Linked DNA regions of Capra hircus: region 1 is linked to region 2. A link is a contact called in public Hi-C data. All regions are on one chromosome and are shown on one strand. The core of a region is the stretch at or near the end of the contact, and the rest is flanking DNA. Distances in the headings are between cores, read along the strand shown.

The links. A called contact is a pair of places that touch in the nucleus more often than the background predicts.
Region 1: a contact with region 2 is called in a Hi-C map of blood, with 6 times the contacts expected there. The contact joins two enhancer-like sites. A contact is called at or near these places in 3 of 5 Hi-C or Micro-C datasets (blood and liver).

The regions. Positions count from the first base shown.
Region 1 is chr14:75,018,761-75,021,460 of ARS1.2, reverse strand. No RefSeq gene overlaps it. Among named protein-coding and RNA genes, the nearest start is that of MIR30D, 74 kb to the right of the region's middle. Within about 2 kb of position 1,305, at least 2 of the 5 cell types and tissues checked have an H3K27ac peak or open chromatin away from gene starts, as enhancers often do.
Region 2 is chr14:74,858,001-74,860,700 of ARS1.2, reverse strand. All of the region lies in intron 1 of ZFAT (zinc finger protein ZFAT), which reads left to right. Among named protein-coding and RNA genes, the nearest start is that of ZFAT, 13 kb to the left of the region's middle. Within about 2 kb of position 1,285, at least 4 of the 5 cell types and tissues checked have an H3K27ac peak or open chromatin away from gene starts, as enhancers often do.

The sequences.
Region 1 (2,700 bases), core at 56-2,555, 160 kb before region 2:
TTTTTTAAAAAATAAACCATGTGGCATCTTAACTTGCTTGTTCTCCTCCTTCTTCTCCAGCTCCATAATAGTCTTGACAACCACAACCCTAAGTCACAGTGGAACCCAGCAGCCCATATGCCAATGGAGCGGGGCAGAGAACTATACATCAATGAGAATTTTTAAACATAAGTAAAAAAAGAAGTGTCTATACCCTTTTGTGTAAATAGTGTTACACACACCCCTCTTGAAGGTACAAGTGGCCACATTTGGTTTGGTCCTAATTCATGTTCATCCCCGCTCTCAAACACAGAGATTCACTTTGATTCTCCACCTTCCAGAAGCTTCTGTTGTGCCTGGGAAGACAGAGAAAGGCTCACAGGTACCTCAAATGCAGGGCAAGTTGAAAAACCCAGCATATCGTTTCTCAACCAGTAAGTAAAAAATGCATGGATGAGTAATAAGGATGGGGTAGGCAAAAGCAGAGACATTACTTTGCCGACAAAGATCCGTCTAGTCAAGGCTATGGTTTTTCCAGTGGTCATGTATGGACGTGAGAACTGGACGATAAAGAAAGCTGAGTGCCGAAGAATTGATGCTTTTGAACTGTGATGTTGGAGAAAACTCTGAGAGTCCCTGGGACTGCAAGGAGATCCAACCAGTCCATCCTAAAGGAGATCAGTCCTGAATATTCATTGGAAGGACTGATGTTGAAGGTGAAGCTCCAATACTCAGGCCACCTGATGCGAAGAACGGACTCGTTGGAAAAGACCCTGATGCTGGGAAAGATTGAAGGCGGGAGGAGAAGGGGACGACAGAGGATGAGATGGTAGGATGGCATCACCAACTCGATGAGCATGAGTCTGAGTAAGCTCTGGGAGTTGGTGAAGGGCAAGAAGCCTGGCATGCTGCAGTCCATGGGGTCACAAAGAGTTGGACACGACTGAGCAACTGAACTGAACTGAACTGAGGTAGAAGTTATTGCCAATGTAAATATAGGAGACATAATGAAAGAGACGATGCTGGCCAGGTCTGCAAATGGTGGGTGCATGAGTTTGAAGCACAATAAATACATTTATTACTAAGCAAACAGAGTAGAGAACAATCCGACGTTTTCCTCTGAGACCAGCAGGTTTGTCATTTCACTTTGCACCACCAGAGGGCACTGTAACACTCATTGGGATTTATGGAAGAAAGTTGGTTTTGGTTTTTCTTTACCAGGTCCAGTTGTCAGCAAGGTCTTTGTAAGTTTATAGCTGCTGGGAAACTTGGCTAGTTCTGAGCATTGCTAATGCCCCTCCCCAGAAGAAGGTGTTAGCTGAAATGTGAGGCTGTAACATTTGTAGGAAGGGATAACAGGATTTTTTTCCAAATTTGACCTCAACATGCTCCCTAGTGTGTGCGTGCTCCGTCGGTCTGACTCTGTGTGGCCCCGCGGACCGTAGCCCACCAGGCTCCTCTGTCCATGGGATTCTGCAGGCAAGATACTTGAGTGGGTAGCCGTTTCTTCCCTAGGGGATCTTCCCGCCCAGGGATCGAGCCTGCATCTCCTGTGTCTCCTGCATTGCGGGCAGATTCTTCACTGCTGAGCCGCCAGGGAAGCCGAGAGGATCCAGAACACCAGGGCCAAGCACCTTCTTCTTTCTGCTGAGATGGCCCTCCCCCAACCCTTTCTCCTCCTCATCTCCAAGGACCCCCTTCTCTCTGAGTCCCCAACATCTGACAAACATAGTGCTTCTGTTAGTATTGATTCCACTGGATTCTAAGGATTAGTGTTATTTTAATTAAGGTTTCTTAACAGTCAGAGAGATTCAAGGGACTAGATCTGGTAGATAGAGTACCTGAAGAACTATGGACGGAGGTTTGAGACATTGTACAAGAGCCAATGATCAAGACCATCCCCAAGAAAAAGAAATGCAAAAAGGCAAAATGGCTGTCTGAGGAGTCCTTACAAATAGCTGAGAAAAGAAGAGAAGCGAAAGGCAAAGTAGAAAAGGAAAGATATACCCATTTGAATGCAGAGTTCCAAAGAATAGCAAGGAGAGATAAGAAAGCCTTCCTCAGCGACCAATGCAAAGAAATAGAGGAAAACAACAGAATGGGAAAAATTAGAGATCTCTTCAAGAAAATTAGAGATACCAAGGGGACATTTCATGCAAAGATGGGCTCAATCTGAAGGACAGAAATGGTATGGACCTAACAGAAGTAGAAGATATTAAGAAGAGATGGCAAGAATACACAGAAGAACTATACAAAAAAAGATTTTCATGACCCAGATAACCACAATGGTGTGATCACTCACCTAGAGCCAGATATACTGGAATGTGAAATCAAGTGGGCCTTAGGAAGCATCACTACAAAAAACCTAGAGGAGGTGATGGAATTCCAGTTGAGCTATTTCAAATCCTAAAAGATGATGCTATGAAAGTGTTGCACTCAATATGCCAGCAAATTTGGAAAACTCAGCAGTGGCCACAGAACTGGAAAAGGTCAGTTTTCATTCCAATCCCAAAGAAAGGCAATGCCAAAGAATGTTCAAACTACCACACAATTGCACTCATCTCACACACTAGCAAAGTAATACTCAAAATTCTCCAAGCCAGGCTTCAACAGTACATGAACCATGAACTTCCAGATGTTCAAGCTGGATTTAGAAAAGGCAGAGGAACCAGGCAATGGCACCCCGCTCCAGTACTCTTGCCTGGAAAACCCCATGGGCAG
Region 2 (2,700 bases), core at 36-2,535:
GTGGGGTCTGAGCCCAAAGCCTCTGTCCCAAGGCCCAGTGCCAAAGCCGGCGCCAGGCGGCCCATCACCTTCCAAAGTTAAGACTGACGGTGCCCGCCCCCCCCCCCCCCCCCGCAAAGGAACCCAAATAAACTAAAACAACAAAACCCTTGGACCAGAAACTCAGAGGCCTGGTGGGGGAGCCCACAGAAACACTAAGATGGGCGAGCACTTTGCACACCTTGTTTATCCCATGGAAATGGCCCTGGAGATGTGGTGGTTGGCCTGGGAGTTCCGGGGCCACCTGGGTGACTTGCGTAAGGGAAGTGGTGATGTCAGGGGTCCCCGTGGGGGCTCCTACCTCCTTGGAGCCTCCCCCACATCTGCTGGGGCGGGCATAGTGCTGCCACTTAGATAACTGGGTAACGGGGATGCGGTTCCTGTTTACATCAAATTATTTGTGGTGCTTTCCCACGGAAAGGGCCCTAGGGCTGCTCTTCAGCTGTGATTATGGTAAATGTGAGTAGACTCTATTGCCCAGGGCTCTCACTTTGAGAGTGCTTAAAAATAACTTAAAAAAAATTATGCCAAGTTTCAACGTGGAAGAAATGCGTATGCATAAAATTATAATGCCACTGTTTGGCCCAGGCTTAATTATAGCTGATACTGAGCATTTCTCATTTTATTTCGTTAATCCAGTTTCAACAAAGGAACACCCAGGGGCTTTCTCCTTTGCGTCTAATAGAAATGTTAACTTTGTGGGCTATGGAAGTTGGCGTGCTCATCAGCATTTCATGAGCTGCATGGTAATAATACCACAAATGAGGGCATGCATTTATTGGAACTTCCGCCCACTGAGTCTCAGAGCTGGGGGGCGGGGATCTTGGGGGTGGAGGTGGCAGGCGAGAGGGCAGGTGCCTTTTGGGCCCCTCCAGGCGTGGGAGCAGCGGGCGCTGGCTAGGGCTGCCGGCACACCCTGGGTTCCGTCCAGGTGGCTCTGTCTGTCTCTCTGTAAATTAGCCTCTGAGTGAAGTTCCATTCTAAGCCATTCGAAGGCCACTTCTCATTGGGGCCTCGAGAGGCTCAGAGACTTAGGCAGACTCCCCCGCCACCGTGGAGGTGGGGAGCGGGGGACCCAGGTCCTGACTCAGGTGGGCGCCCTTCCTGTTGCTTCGGTTGCGGCGGTGCCTCGGAGGGGTCAGTCGGCGAGCTGGGAGCGCCCTGCTGCTCCAGCAGACACCCAGCAGGTGTGGGCATGGAGGCCCAGGAGGCCGGGACCGCGTGCCGGGGCGCAGGGCTGCGGGGCCCAGGGGGGTTCACGGCCAGGTCTGGGCCTCTCAGCTCACTGTGTGCTCACCCGCTGTTGGTGACCTCGGAGTCCCCTCCCTGGGCTCAGTTTACTTGTTTACAAGTGGGGAGAGCCGCCCCTCCCTCACTGGGTTAATGTGAAAATGAAGTGGGTGGCGGACCAAGGATGGCACCTGGTGGAGTTAGGACTCGGGAATGTTCTCCGTATTTTCATGAGGGTCTGTCTACCCCATCTTGGGAATGGCTTCATCCCAGGAATGGGGGGGTGTAGTGCTCAGACTGGCCACCAGAGGGTGCTGCTGGCGCGTGTATGATTCGCACTCTGGCCTGAAGGCCCTGGGTTTACTCTGTGCTGGTAATCGTGTTTTTTTTTTTTTTTTTTTGCCAAGGAAAGCTGGTCCACTGTACGTGGTGGTTCTCTGTTCCCTGCTTCAGACCTGCTGCCAAGCTGTGTGGAGGCATGTTTATTAAATGTGTGTTCTGGTGGGTTGGTGGCCCTGCATCTGGCATTCTCATTTCCCAGCTTACTGCTCCCTGAAGGGAGTTGCTGTTGTAAATTGCACAAAATAAACACACAGAGAGTAAAGTTTCCTTTTTGGTGTAGCTCCTCTTAGTTGTGATTACTTGTTAGAAATGCCTCTGTAGCCACGAAGCTGGGTATAGGGTGGGACCCAAGGCTTCTTGTATTCCTCACAGGGTCCCACTGGCCCGGACCTGTGTTTCTACCTGAGTTTTTTAAGTTCGTTAGATGTGGACCGAGTAGTTTCGAAAACAGACAGGCCTGAACTTGGTCTGCTGGGCAGGTTGCAGCTGCTTCGTCTGTAACATGGCGAGTAATGCCTTTGTGGCCAGCTCGTCAGGGCCGCTGTGTACAGCTGTGCAGGTTGCGCACTGCATGAGGGTAGCATATCTGAGGGCGTCACTTCACGCCATGGATTCGTCTGTTCATTATGACAGTTCTTTGCAAGTGGTAGTCAAGTATCTTGTTCTCACAGAATCAATATGTTATAACCACTTTCTGACAGAGGGAGCGAATGTCTTCAGGAAATGGCGCCCTTTTTTCTTTCTCACAGAGGTGCCTAGCGGGCTGGCAGGCACCCTGCTCCTCAGGATGAGAGGTGACCGGGAGTGTGGCCCTCAGGGGAGGTTTGTCACTTCCCTTGAAAGCAGAGTTTGAAGTGCTCTCATGGAGGTGAGCCCAGAGGCAGGGCCCCCAGGCAAGTGTGTTTGTTGGGGGTGCCGAGTGGGGATACGGGGCCTTCCAGGGGAAGAGCAGGGGTTGTCGGGAGTCCAGCCTCCCAGGCTGCGTCTCCATCGGAACCTGGGAATGTCTCTGCATTTCACTGATTGAAAGACTCACATTTTAACATCTCTAACATCCGGAGGTGTCTTACAGTTGATGTGATAAGACTC